Regions from separate parts of the Mus musculus genome. Here regions 2 and 3 are each linked to region 1. Evidence: chromatin contacts called from public Hi-C and capture Hi-C data. All regions are on one chromosome and are shown on one strand. Each heading gives the region's core, a stretch centred on a gene start, on an enhancer-like site or on the middle of the called end of the contact. The rest is flanking DNA. Distances are from core to core; before and after follow the strand shown. Region 1 overlaps Pvt1 (Pvt1 oncogene). Region 2 has its middle 280 kb from the start of Pvt1. Region 3 has its middle 280 kb from the start of Gm41333.

Evidence for each region. A called contact is a pair of places that touch in the nucleus more often than the background predicts. Capture Hi-C pulls out chosen DNA fragments and counts their contacts.
Region 2: a capture Hi-C map of bone marrow-derived macrophages shows a contact between it and region 1, with 3 times the contacts expected there. The contact joins two enhancer-like sites. A contact is called at or near these places in 1 of 15 datasets of contacts at CTCF or cohesin (the NIH/3T3 cell line), 7 of 484 Hi-C or Micro-C datasets (the HL-1 cell line, the N1E-115 cell line, bone marrow-derived macrophages and 3 more), 4 of 115 datasets of contacts at active chromatin or transcription factors (the NIH/3T3 cell line, embryonic fibroblasts, kidney and 1 more) and 2 of 9 other capture datasets (bone marrow-derived macrophages and embryonic stem cells).
Region 3: a contact with region 1 is called in a Hi-C map of bone marrow-derived macrophages, with 2.9 times the contacts expected there. The contact joins two enhancer-like sites. A contact is called at or near these places in 3 of 484 Hi-C or Micro-C datasets (bone marrow-derived macrophages and peritoneal macrophages) and 1 of 115 datasets of contacts at active chromatin or transcription factors (pancreatic cancer cells).

Annotation. Positions count from the first base shown.
Region 1 is chr15:62,055,082-62,059,699 of GRCm38.p6, reverse strand. All of the region lies in intron 1 of Pvt1 (Pvt1 oncogene), which reads right to left. Among named protein-coding and RNA genes, the nearest start is that of Pvt1, 19 kb to the right of the region's middle. Within about 2 kb of position 3,124, at least 71 of the 459 cell types and tissues checked have an H3K27ac peak or open chromatin away from gene starts, as enhancers often do. A contact at or near this core is called in bone marrow-derived macrophages, where this site is marked.
Region 2 is chr15:62,319,496-62,324,274 of GRCm38.p6, reverse strand. No RefSeq gene overlaps it. Among named protein-coding and RNA genes, the nearest start is that of Pvt1, 280 kb to the right of the region's middle. Within about 2 kb of position 3,179, at least 55 of the 459 cell types and tissues checked have an H3K27ac peak or open chromatin away from gene starts, as enhancers often do. A contact at or near this core is called in bone marrow-derived macrophages, where this site is marked.
Region 3 is chr15:62,387,431-62,391,714 of GRCm38.p6, reverse strand. No RefSeq gene overlaps it. Among named protein-coding and RNA genes, the nearest start is that of Gm41333, 280 kb to the left of the region's middle. Within about 2 kb of position 1,839, at least 11 of the 459 cell types and tissues checked have an H3K27ac peak or open chromatin away from gene starts, as enhancers often do. A contact at or near this core is called in bone marrow-derived macrophages, where this site is marked.

The DNA.
Region 1 (4,618 bases), core at 1,875-4,374:
ATCAGAAAGCTGCAGGTCTCCAGCCAGGAGCTCAGGTGTGAAAAGTCCAGGCTCCAGGCCTGAACGAATAGCCAAATGAGTAGGGTCTGGGGATAAACTGGGTCCCTCTCTGGAAGGCAGGGAGGTAGCAATTTGGGTCCTGGGTGTGGAATGTCAGGCATGTGGCAGTATAAGAACTGAACAGGTATTTCATGCCCAGGAGACATGAAGAAGGGCCGGGCTTCTTCCCATTCAGCTACAGGTAGCTGCGCAAACTAAGCATGCTGGAAGGAGACACCTCACAGCTCTCCAGCCCCTGAATGAAGCTGGAAACTCAGGAGGGGAAAGTGCCACCCCAGGACCAGCAGAGAGCAGAGCCTGGGTGAACTGTGAATCTGCCCGCCATCTCGATCCCTCATGGAGAAAATAAACTGTAGAGCTGCCAGGGCTGAGCCTCCTGGGAGCCCCTGGGAGCCACTTCTGTTACTCTGAACCTCAGGTCTTTACATGGAAAGTGATCTTCAGACATCAGCAGGGAATGCTCAACGACTCTCTGGGCAAATTACTTTGTAGACTTGACTTCTTTTAAATCTGAAGCTAGCTGAGCATGATGGTACACTCCTTTAATCCCAACCATCAGGAGGAAACAGGCAGGTGGATCTCTGAGTTCAAGGCCAGTATGGTTGACAAAAGACACACACAAACATGTACTTATGTAATCTAAAACTAAAAGGCTCTCCTTTTGTCTTTAATGATAGACACTAGCCCAGACAATTAATTTCATTGGCCAGTGAAGTAATGAGAGAATGAGGTAAATGCAGTTGACTGTGCCTCTCAACCATAGCGTTGTGCTCTAAACCATCCCTCCCCCGCCTCCAACCCCCCCCCCCACACACACACACATACACATACACATACACACACACACAAGGATATTCCTGTAGATTACCTATGAGGACAAACAACATAGCCAGAGAAGTCCCCTTGCAACTTAGAGAGTCTGTAATTGCAAGAAATCTAGAACAACCTTGGAAAGGCTTTCAGCAGATGATTTCATACACAGGGTATCTAATCCAGGGGTAAGTGAGCTGCTCTCAGGGGATCTCTGCCACAAGCAAGTGAGAGGCTGGACTCTTAAAATATGCAAAATGGGCCAACAGCACCCTGGAAAGGGATGCTAGGAAGATGAATGAGATGCACAAGCTTAGTAACACACACCAGTATTTAAGAGGCTCAAGTCAGGAGAGTCTTGAGTTTATGGCCTGCCTGGACTGCACAGCTGAACTAGTACTAGGCATGGTGCAAATACCTGACCCAAAGGCCAGAAGGCTAAAGTCTTAGAGGACAACACAGCCGTGGCGAAGTCCTGGGCCCTGACACCAAGGGAGATGGCTTTAACTGGGTTTCTCACACCAAAGTTAACAAAAAGGTAGCCAAGATTATCGAAATGGGAAACAAAGGGCTGAGGGTGTACATAGCTTCAGTGCCTGTCGAACATTCCCAAGGTCCTGGGTTTGATCCCCAGGGCCATATAAACCCAGAAATAATGGCACATAGCTCTAATCTCAGCACTTAGGAGGGAGAGGATGGATCAGAACTTAATGGTTGCCTTTGATTACACAGTAAGACTGAGGCTATCTAATGATGTGTGACATCCTAGAGAAAAAGCAATTATTTTACTAAATGATTTTATATTATGGGACAAGACACTCTCAAGAGAGATGGAAGGACAGCCCAGAAAATAGAAAGGAAATATCAAGAACTATGTATCTGAGAGGGAACTGACATCATGGAACTTTTATAACACAATAACTACAATAGTAACAAAAGATTCTCTGAAAATATTCGGGTATCCAATGGGTACATAAAAAGACACTCGTCAGTAGTCATTAGAGAAATGCAATTCAAAGCAGAGTGAGACCAGGCAGATGGTGCAGGAGGATGGCAATGTCAGAGACCAGCCTGGGCCAGTCACTTTCACAGAGATGGTGTAAGAGAGCAGCCAGAGTCCTAGACTCCAAGTTGAACAGCAAGTTCCACAGCTGGCAGGGAAGTGAAAGTGCTTAACAGATAGACTTTCAGTCTGAGATAATGAAGAAAGTTCTAGAAATAGTTAATAGGGAAGGCTGTGCAATGAATGTACTCCAAGTCATTGAACTGTATTCTACAGAAAAAAAAAAAAAAATGAGCAAAAGAAAAGATAGGGTGGGTGAAGAGGCTAGGGTAACGGGAAATAGACTCTTGCTATGATACCCAAGCTGGCCCTGAGCTCACTCGGTAGCCAAAGCTGGTCTCAACCTCTTCCTGCCTTATTTCCCAAATAGCTTAGCTTTCAGGCTTGTACCACAGGGACTGTGGCCTCCACCATTTGTGAGCGTGGAAGAATACTAGGGAACGGGGTTAACATCTGAATGACACTGTATTAGAGTTGTGACCAATACAAAGTAATGGCAGGATGCGCTTATCTCCCTTAAGGTTTATTCTCACTTTTCATTTATGTGTCCTGTGCACATCCGTGTGAATGTACATTAGATGCACAGAGGCCAGAAGAGGGTGTTGGACGCTCCCAAAGCCGGAGGCACTGGCAATTTTGAGATGCCAGATGTGGGTGTTTCCGACAGGACTTTGGTCTTCGCTAAGAACACCAAACATTCTTGACCGGTGAGCTTCCTCCGCAGCCCCCAGCTTGTGACTGTGTTAATGACACAGTTTCCTCCTCTTTGCCCTTTCTCTCACTCCACCTTTCTCAGAGACAAAGGCTGGGACCTTCCAGGAAGAAGATTCCTCTTTACTGTCCCTCTGGACAATCTCGAATACCTCCGGGTCCACGTCAAGCTCCACTCCCTTTGTGTCCCTATCCAATTTCCTCTTACAACTCGCAGGAAGATGGTAAAAAGCTCAATAAAATGGAAAATGATTTAAAAAAAAAAAAAAAAAAAAACCCTGCATAAAATGACATGTGGCTATTCTCCTCAGGATGGGAAGTTGGTTTTTCTTCCTCAAGCAACCCTGCTACAATCTCTTCCTGTCTGTGGAGAGAAATGTGACAGTCATTCTGATCTTCCAGTGAAATCCTCACTCAGTGGCTAAGCAGCCAGCAAGGGAAAGGTCACAGAGCAGTTGGGAAACTCATGATAGCCCACGCAACAGGAACAAAGAACCGGCATGTGTTGAGAAAGCGGAGAGGGAAGAGAAATGAGCAGGCCTATGTAGAATGCAGGAAGTGGTGGCTTTTCCAGCTCTGTATGGCCTGGAAGTTGAGGGGAGACTGAAGGGAGTGGCTCAATTCTAGGCAGATAACTCTAAGGAAAGATCAGTTAACTCTGGGTCAGGAGATGTCAGGTGGCCAAAATAGCATTCAAGTCCACTGCCATGCAAGTAGAGCATGCCTGCCATGAGTGCTGTTGTCTGAAGGGATATGGGGATACAGAGTCATGGCCCAACAGAAGGAGCTACGTCAACCTAAGGGGGGAAGCCCTATAGCCTGAAGGCTGCAATCTACTGGCCCGAAACAGTTGTTCCTTTGGCCTGGGACTTCCCTTAAAATCTGAATTGAACATACTTGAAATCAGGAGAGGGTTTGTTCTATCTCACTTTGTGGGGGGCAGAGTGGGGGGTGCAATGGTTAACATTCATTGTCAGCTTGACAGGATCTAGGAGCATCTAGGTGAGCCACCTCTGACAAAGCCTACGAAGGAGTTTCTAGACTGGGTTAGCTGAGATGGAAAGATCTACCCTGAATGTGGGCAACACATTTTCAACCGGCTGAATTCTAGGACTTACTGACAAGGAGAAAGGGGGCTGAAAGCAGCGCTCATCTCTCCGCGTCCTGACTACAATTGCAGTGTGAACAGCTGCCTCATGTTCCTGTTACAGTGACGTTCCCACAGTAAGTGACTGAATCCTCTCAAATGTATCCCCCAAAGCACCCTTTCCCCCTTAATGTAACTCCATCAGGTTTTTGACTGAGGCAATGAAAGAAAGTAACTAATACAGTCTCACACCGTACAGTCCTAGCTAACCTCAAACTTACGATCTCCCTGCCTCTGCCTCCCTGATGCTACCACACCCAGCAGAAATCAAGCGTTTTTTTTTTATATTTTAAAAGCTCCCTCGTCGTATTCTTTCCCCCTTGGTGTAGTGGGGATGTTGAAGAGTAAACCCAGGTCATCATGTGCTCCCAGCAAGTGCTGTACTCTGACTCTGTCCCCCAGCCCAGCCTTCTCTTTGAAAGACAGAAAGCTCTGCTTCCGCATCTTTGTTAGCAAGAGTAGGAAGACGGTACTGTCAAAGGACAGTTGCTCCTCCTAAGGAAGACTGCAACTATCAATGTCTCCTATTGTACTGTAAGTTCCAGGTGCACCTGGGATATTTGCATCTAATTTGCTCATATTCCTGAGAGGACTTGGAGCCCTGCAGGGGTATGATGCTTCTGCAGCTCATACTAAGGTCAGCACTCAGAAGCTGCTAGAGTTAAAGATTGCTCGCTTCCTGGAGGAGGTGACCTTTACACTGCATCTTAAAGCCAACACTGCAGTTCCCTCAATGAGGAAGTGGGAAAGCATCAATTCTTATCCCAGGACCAGACTGGCTAAGGGTCATGCAATTGTGAGGCATGAAATTCAAAATCATCGACAGA
Region 2 (4,779 bases), core at 1,930-4,429, 260 kb before region 1:
TTAGCACCCATATTAATTGTTGAGTGTGGCAGCGTTCATCTACAACTCTAGTATTGAGAGAACAGAGACAGAAGGATCTCTGAAGGTCTCCGGTCAGTCAGTCTGGCCAAATCAATAAGTGTCAGGTTCAGTGAGAGACCCTATCTCAAAACAAAAAGTGGGAAGTTACTGAAAAAGGCACCAGCCTGCGCTCGCTCTCTCTCTCTCTCTCTCACTCACACACACACACACACACATTTTCTCTCTCACACATTTTCTCTCTCTCTCAAACCCATCTGTATCTAATTGCTTGTTTAATTCTCAGACAACTATTAAGAAAGGAGCAAAATGCCACCACTAGGCATGGTGCCACATGCCTTTTATCCCAGCAATTCGAAGACAAAGACAGGAGGATCTCAGAGCTCAAGGACAGTTTAGTCTACACATTGAGTTCTAGAACAGCCAGGACAACACAGAGAAACCCTGTCTCAAAAGAAGAGGAGAAGGATGATGAAGAGGAGGAGGGCGACGCCGAAACAAAAGAAACTAATTCATAATGTATTTCAAGATTTCAGACCAGAAACCACACAGTCCAGTCCAGTGAATTTGGATTTTTGAAGAAAATAGATCTGACTCAATATCTATCCTTCACTTGATGGATGGGTGACCTTGGGTAAATAACCAAAAGTTCCTGGGCCGTGGTGTTACCTAAGTCCCAGAAGAATAGCAGTACTTCTGAGTACAACAGGGGAGTTTGAAGTTTCTGAGTCTTATAAGATGTTCAACTCAGAGGAAGCACTCTATAAATACTAAGCAACTTTAGCTGATTGGCATGTGTAAGGATCTAAGAGAAAATGTAAGAGCAGCATGCTTTGTTCATGCTGTCCATTTGTGTTTATGCATTAAGATCTCTGAGAGTCTCTAGTTTCAGAGACCAAGCCTCTGATAATTATTATCCGATAAATATTAGCTCATCCACTCTGTGTGGTTTCGTTCATTTCTGGGCCCTGGGCTGGATGCTATGATGTTAAGGAGTGAGCAACAGAGTATCAAGCGGAAGCCAGTCTTGTGGAATCACCAGCTTCTCAGAGAAGAGAGGTCGTGAGGCATGAGCATCACCAATGGCTCCTGAAGGGGAAAGCAAGTTACTATAGAAATGCACTGAAAGGCAACTCACATTGTCAAAGGGGTTTGGGTCAGCTTTATTTGTGGTTGGTAGCTAGGAGAAGCTATTCTGGAAGAAAGAAGATTTAAAACATTAAAAAGAACCAACAACAACAATAACTATAAGCATAAGATTGCTGAAGGTTTAGACAGGAGAAGCTAAGAAGTGCTAGGGGAAAGGCCAGAAGACTCAACAGAAATTCCCTTCCATTTGAATAGCCTTGAAGGAAATGGACTACAGTGTAGGGCTTAAGCTAGTTGGTGACATAAAATGAAGAGGTTGGCTTTTAGACAGTTGCATTAAGCAAGTGTGTAGGCATCCTTCCAGGAGGTGTTGGTGATCCCCAAAAGGAAATGACACTACAGCAAAGAAAGAGACCAGAGCAGCATTTGTGGAGTGCATTATGCAGCAAGGTCTCTGGAAACACCAACCTGAGCAAGACTTACTCACTGGATACTGTGTGATGCTTCCCCACATCACCAAAGCTGTTTCCACCAGGATTCTCAGCTGTCAAGCCAAGAACACTTCTGGTGTCAGATGTCATCTCACTTTGACTTCTGGATAAGCAGGACAGAACTTTTGCTACTTTCTAGCCCCAAAAGCTGTACTGCCACTAAGTCTCAATTGCCCAGTCAACTCAGAAGATGGAGGAAGAGGGAGAGTTGGAGGAATCAGGGAAACCAGTTTTTAATAATAACAGGCCATCCTGCTCTAATAACAGTGTTGCATTTACAGAGCACTTCCACAGACATTATCTCATTGGATTCTCACAGTAAATGGGGTGGAGGGAGGAACAGGGCAATTAGCATGATCCCTGCCCTTTCAAATATGAACAGTTGTGGCTGAGAAGTTAAGTGATTTGTTCGTATAAAACTGGTGAGTTGCATAGCTATTTTATGACTCTCGGTTCCTTAGCTGCTTCCATTAGATCTATTCAGGGGAGGGTAGGAGCCATTCTTTATGCTGACTGAGAAGGACAGCATTTATATGCCCATTAACTGTGAAGAACAGGGGCATCAAGGCTGAAAGAGGACCTGGAACAGATTGGGTATGGCAAAGGGTGGTTTTGCCTGCTGTAGACAGAGGTCATGGGTGAAAGAGAGTACAGACTCTACATGTCAGGCTTAGGGCAGGAAGGATGTGAAGGCAGCAAGTCCACAAACTTCTTTGCTTCTAAAGAGATCAAAGGAATCTGAGGGAAGGTCTATATTGGAACAGTCTAGGAACTAGTGTGGGGCTGGGCCATCTAGCAGAGCTTAAGAATTCACCCAAGTCAGGAAGCACAGACCACCCAGCAGCACTCAGGTACAAAAGATTTGCTCTGGTGCCTGTTCATGTCACCAAACAGTCAATGAAACAGATGAAGAATCTGCCATGGACTGAACAGTAGAGTCACAAAGCAGAATGCAGGTCATGGACTGCCAGGCTCAAGACTGTAGCTGCCCATTTCCAGAGCTGTTGCTTCCTTTCATCCCAGAGATCCACAGAAAAGAATTTCACAGAAATGATCCACATCAGTCCATCAGAAAAAAAAAAGGGGAGGGGAGGAAATAGTTCTCAGAATCCCACTGGATAGATAACACTAAGATGACCCAGGCCAAAGAGTAAAAAACCTAGCATATGATTATTTATGCAAAGGAACTGGGGCTATTTTTACATGCTGAGTGTTCCCCAAATCTTGTGCAAAGCCCTAATATTTAATCATATTCAAATCTCAAACAATCCTACTTTATGCTAAAGGAACAATGCAAAGGACATAAACCTGCTCAAGGTCACACAGTAAGCAAACTGCAGAGCTGCGACTTCCCTGGCATTCTGATGCGCCAGAGCCCAGGCTCTTCCTACCCTGGACAAAGCCCTGTGAGCATGCAAGCTCAGAATAGTTCAGCAAGGAGAGAAGAGGAAGGGAGCACAGACCGGGCTGGAAATTGTGTCTTAAGCCACCATCCTGACTCATTCTTCTTAATAAGCATCAAATGACAGCTGAAGGCTTCTAGAACAGCACAGCCGAGGGGAATCCAGACTCCAGTGACTGATGGATGAATCAGCATGGTGACTTCCAGGTCAAAGAGGAAGCCATAATGAACAGATGTGAGCAGAGCAGGATCCAGGCTATCTGAAAACTCCAGACACAAAGGGACTATGTACTCGATTTCTGCTTCCATCTCCAACGTTACTACAAATTTCTTCATAAGATACCATTACCATGGCCAACTTTCTCTTACCTGAACTCCGATTTCCATATTGAGTGAGCATATTGAATTTCCATATTCTTCTTGCAGCCCCAGGCCTATGGGTCTGTGTAAGGCAGAGATGAAGACTCTGCCATGGACAGAGCAGTAGAGTCACAAAGCAGAATCCAGTTCATGGACCTTGAATTGGAAGTACTCCCTCGCTGAGCACTAGGAAGGATATAAAAGTTAACGCTTCCCTGCATGGGCTTCTGCTTCCAGCAAGGAACTGGCACATGGATAAACTCAATGTTAGTATCAGAGATACTTGATGAATTTAGTAGAGATTTATTTCCATGCATGCGCGCACACACACACATGGACACACACCATTTACAAAAAACCACATGCACACAGAGACACACATGTGCACACATACACACGTACCACTCACAAATACATACATGCATATGCATACACAGATACACACACTTATAATTACATACTCATTATCTCATAATCTCAGGATATTTTCTTCTTTGCTCCCACTGAAGCTCTAAACCTTGTCCAAATCTCATTCTACCACAATCTATAGAAGTGCCCCACCCCTAACTCATCACTCCCCTTTCTCAACTGAATACATTCCAGGCCCCAGACTTCAAGGAAGGAAAAAATAAAACTGAGCTTTTTCTAACATCCTAATTTTGAGCAGGTAATTTCATAGACCTTCAGTTTTCTCTGGCATAAGACAGTACAGCAAATGTGTATACATTGCAAGATTATTGTAAAATCTAGGACAATTCATAGAAAGTGTTTGGCACAGTCTAGTGTATTTTACTGGGTAGGTTCACCACATGCCAGGCACTTGGTAAATACTCAATATATGCTAGTTGTTGCTGTTCCTATTATGTCAAATCATTAGCATTAAGAACCTTGGAAAAGTCATCTCAGCTGTCTGTGCTCCTGTCCCTTTGGCTACAGAGTAGATATAATAATATCACTGCCTCCCTGGAGTATTTTGGCAATTGAGTGACTTAAACTTTGTGAAGCATATGTAAGTCCCTACCATACCTATACCCTACAATGATAGCTATAATGGAGGTTAATTTTGCTTCTTATTGCTTCTTCTCCATACTGTTTTTTAAATCTTCCTACTATTTCAAGAAACATATATAAACTCTCTTATTATTTTAAGGTATGGCTGTCAGTTCTTAAAGGATGCTCCCACTGAGCAATGGAGTCTGTGTTCTCCGAGTTTGAACATGACCAAGCCATGATGGCTTCAATAAAGTTCAACATAAATCAACATAAATGACATGATGCGACTTTCAAGGCTGCATAGTAAAAGGTCATGTTATTCTCCTATGCTTGTTGGAACACTTCCTCTTAAAATCTCCAGAAGGAGCTGGGAGTACAGCTCAGTAATATAGCCTTTGTCTACTATATGTGAGGCATTAAGTTAAG
Region 3 (4,284 bases), core at 590-3,089, 330 kb before region 1:
TCACCTTTCCCAAGAAGAGTAGACATCTTTGAGATTCCACAGTTACCTCCCAAACTCCATCTGCATTATTGTCTCAGAAGTATAGATTTAAACATTTAGTTGGTTCTTATAGACTAAAATTCACATGGCTTTCAAAGTTTTTGTTGTTGTTGTTGTTGTTGTTGTTGTTGTTGTTGTTGTTGTTGTTGTTGTTGTTGTTGCTGTTGCTGCTGCTGCTGCTGCTGTTACTGCTGCTGCTGCTGGGGGGGGGGCTGTTGTTGTTGATAATGATGATGTTGTTGTTTTTATTTTTCAGATATAACTTACCTTCCAGGGCTTTCTTCCTTGTTAGTTTTTATATTCTTCAACTTTCATTATGTATTAGAAAAATGCTCATCTTAGTGAACAGAACCTAGAGATACACCTCAAAAATAAAGCTACGAACACATTACAAAGACATGACCCTTGCTTCTTCCATTGGACAATGAGTTTATCACATTCTTTTTCCCTATCATGCCCCGTCTTACCTTGCATTTGTTACTAGTTCTGTGACGTTCCAGATCATTTTCACATTAAGATTTGAAACATTATAAACACTGTTTTCTCCATGACGTTGGAGATTTAATTCCGTTCTCTAATTGAAACAGTGACTTTAAGATTGTGTTCCTCCTCAGTGCTTAGTGTAACTTTTTACTGGCCCCTCTCATTTGGACTATTCTTATGTCTACTCTTTGGACAGCATAGATAAGTGTTTTTGGAGGCTAGTTTATAAATATATGTGTTGTCTCTTTTGCTAACCCATTCTGTATATATGGATACTAACTAGAATAAAAATAGACTATTCGTCAAACAGTATTATGTGTTTTCTGTCATTCAGTATGCCAGGAAGAACAAGACCCCGGTTAGGTTAATGTTTGTCATCATAGTAGGATATATGCCTGGGTGTTGATACAATTTTGTTTTTAATCTCTGTAGGCTGAAGTTTGTACCATGCCACACAGATGTAAGATTGATTCTTGAGGTTAACTAAATTGCAGTCAAGTCTCTGTCCTCCATAAGTATCCTGCCCTCTAACTCAGCAATGCTAACTGTGTTTCATGGCTGCTTGTACTCTCTCCCTATGTTTCTGAAACATCTGTCATTGTTAATCCTTGTTCCCCCTCCCAAAGTTCAAAGAAAGTTCATCAACTATGTTCCCCACATGAATGGCACACCTTCACAGAACACTACTGCTTCCTACCCTTCCTTGTCCCCACAAAGGTTTAATTGTTTATCATATCTAAGCATACAATCTTCTCACTTGCTTCATCTCTCTCCCCTATTTAACCCCTTTTCCTTTCCACATCTCACCTTCAGACACTATGAATTGATGTCAGACTGGACCATTCTGCAAGCACTCTGTGACTGTTCAGCAAAATTGTCTTAAATAACTAGATTCCAGAGTAAAACATTTGCAGCACTGAAAAGCTTTGTTCAACGTATTTTTTACCCTGCAGTACAGTTTTTACTAGCGCTTTGTTGCTGTTGGTTTATTTGTTGTATTCCTCCTCAGACAGAACGAGGTCACTTTGTCGGTATTTGTTAACTTCAAGAAAAATGATTTGCAGTGCAGCTGCCTTCAGGGTCAAAATTTCTTCTTTAATTCATAATTTATGGTTGTGTTGTCCAGTCCAGTGCTAACTTTACAACCAGCTCTCACCTGGAATCCACCTGCCTTGAATATGCTATCTTCTTTACAAGCCCAAGCCCGGCTTCTGCTACATGGAGATAATACAAGAAGGAACAGCTCAGTCCTGGCAAGCAGAGCAATCCCAAGCCATCATGCCTTGGCAACAACCTTCAGAGATTTGTCAGGGGCACTTCCTCCCTGTGGTCACCTTAAATCCTTTCCGCTTTCTGTGTGCCATTTACAGAGTCTCAGCTTCTGCCTAGATTGCAAGAAATGTTAGGAGAGGGAGCCTGAAAAACAAGCAATAATGATTAAGACAAAGACACATGAAAAAGAGAAAGTCACTACTTCATTTCCAGTTGGTAAATGCCTGGAGCTGATTCTGGGTACTGGGTGTGGGCAAGAGCAAATAGCATTACTGCCTGTAGGGAGTGGTCCATGTGCAGGCAGTATGCTCAACTCTTGAGCCAAGGCAGGAGTTCCTCCATCCAGATCCCTCTGTTCCACCACTAATGTGAATCATGCCAAATTTCTTCATGAGCTTGCTTCATATCATCTTGCTCACAAGCATTTAATAAAATGCTGAGTGGCCAGCTTTGCGAGATACCAGCTGTGACATTGGTGTTTTTTTTTGTTTTTTTTTTTTTTGTTTTTTTTTGTTTTTTGTTTTTTGTTTTTTGTTTTTTAACGAGCCATCAAAAAGTAGTTTCTTTAAACTTGTCCAAATTCCAGGTAGCCATTGTCTCAACCGATTGAGAAGAAAATGTTCACTGCAACCCAAGGCAGAGCAGCCTGTTTCTTTGTCTTCTAACCCAAGCTGGAGAAAATGAGTTCACAGAATGGGAGACAAACTTTAAATGGCTTTAAAATGGCTCTTAGAAGTCCCCAGGGCTAGCTCTATGCAGTACTGTTTTTCGGGTACTTACACAAGATGGGCCATGTCTTCTCTGGCTAAATCTAGTGGTTCGTTCAGGGAAAAGGAGGCAATAGAGACGTTCACCCCATCCTTCCTCTGACTTCAGACATAATTTCAGACTCCCCTTACTGTTTCTGTCTGCCAGTCACCATCATACTCATCCCAGATTTAGATGATGTGTGTGTGTATGTAGGTATATATATATATATATATATATATATATATATATATATATATATATATATATATATATCAACAGTACAATATCCAAGAGAGAAATAAACATGGAAACAAACTAACATGCCTGGCATGGTCCTATGATGTGTAGCATGATAGTTGAACTGCACAGGTTAGAAGTCTCCAGATTCAAATCCCAGCTCTATTGTTTAATATATGTACAAACTTAAACAACTTATTTCACCTATCTGCCCTTTGTTTCCTCACTTTAAAATGTAAACAATAACCTGCCCAATGGAGATGATAAGAGGAATGAGGAGTTGGTGTCTTCCAAGTGAAAAAATTGCTATTAGCAAGTAATAGTGCCTGTTGGGGAGTGCATACTTTCAGACATATCTTTGTTAGGCGTTCCATCCCCCCTTAGTTCTTTCCAAGACCTAAGAAATAATAGAAAGTAATGTCAGAACGATAATCAAAAATGACAAGCATACCCTTATCACCCCTATTCTGAAAGAGGGATTACTCAGCCAAACACAGTCACTCAACACTGCTCAGGCTAAGTGGAGTCATCTCTCCACTGTATCTAGATGGCAAATCTTTTTTTTTTTCTCCAAAATGTGGGTGCATGTATACATGCATATGTGTGTTGGTGGAGTCCAGAGGATAACATTGACTGTTACCCCTTAGGTACAGTCACTTTGTTTTTGGAACAGGCTCGCTCCCTTGTCTGTATTGCCAAGTTTGGCTAAAATAGCTGGCCATTGATTCCCAGACATGCTACTGTCTCTGCCTCCCAAGCATTTGGATTACATATGTATAGCACTATGCCTAGCTTTTTATTTATTTATTTTTAATGTAGGTTATTAAGATCAAACTCAGATCCTCTTATATGCCACTAAGCCATCCCCTTAGTCCCTGTCGATGGCAATTCTTGAGTCTTCCATTTATTCCTATAGAGAAGCTAGGTTGCCTAATCTGCATCTCTCGGAGACACTGGGAAATGACAAGGCAGTAACGGACAACTTACAAGAGGGCTGGCCTACCTACATATGCTGCCAGATGGAATTTACCCCCACTTGATTGTATTCACAAAATTAGTGCCTTCTGGAGAGCAGACTAGAAATATTTCCTTAAATTTCATTTTCCAGGAAGAACAATGAATGTACTTCCTGTTCCCTGACCATTTTTATGCAGCTTCCTCACAATTCAGCAAAGTGAAAATGCTTACTCTCACATGTCATGGAATAAGATGAGGCTCTGAGCTCTGGTGATGCCTGGGTTCGAGGTGTGACTGAAGCTGTTCCCATGATGTCCCACAAATGACATGAACAAGCAAAGGAGAGAATATAGTACGTCCATTCATCCAATGAGGCAATTGAAGAAACCCAATTGATCAGCAACCTTAGTATGTTACCTGAGCTTCATGTAGAAGCCTGAAGGTAATGTCCATCGGGGCAAGTCCTATCATATATTTCTCTTCTACTTTCTATTAAAGTGTTAAATAATTAATATATATTCAAATATTTTTACAATAATACTAACA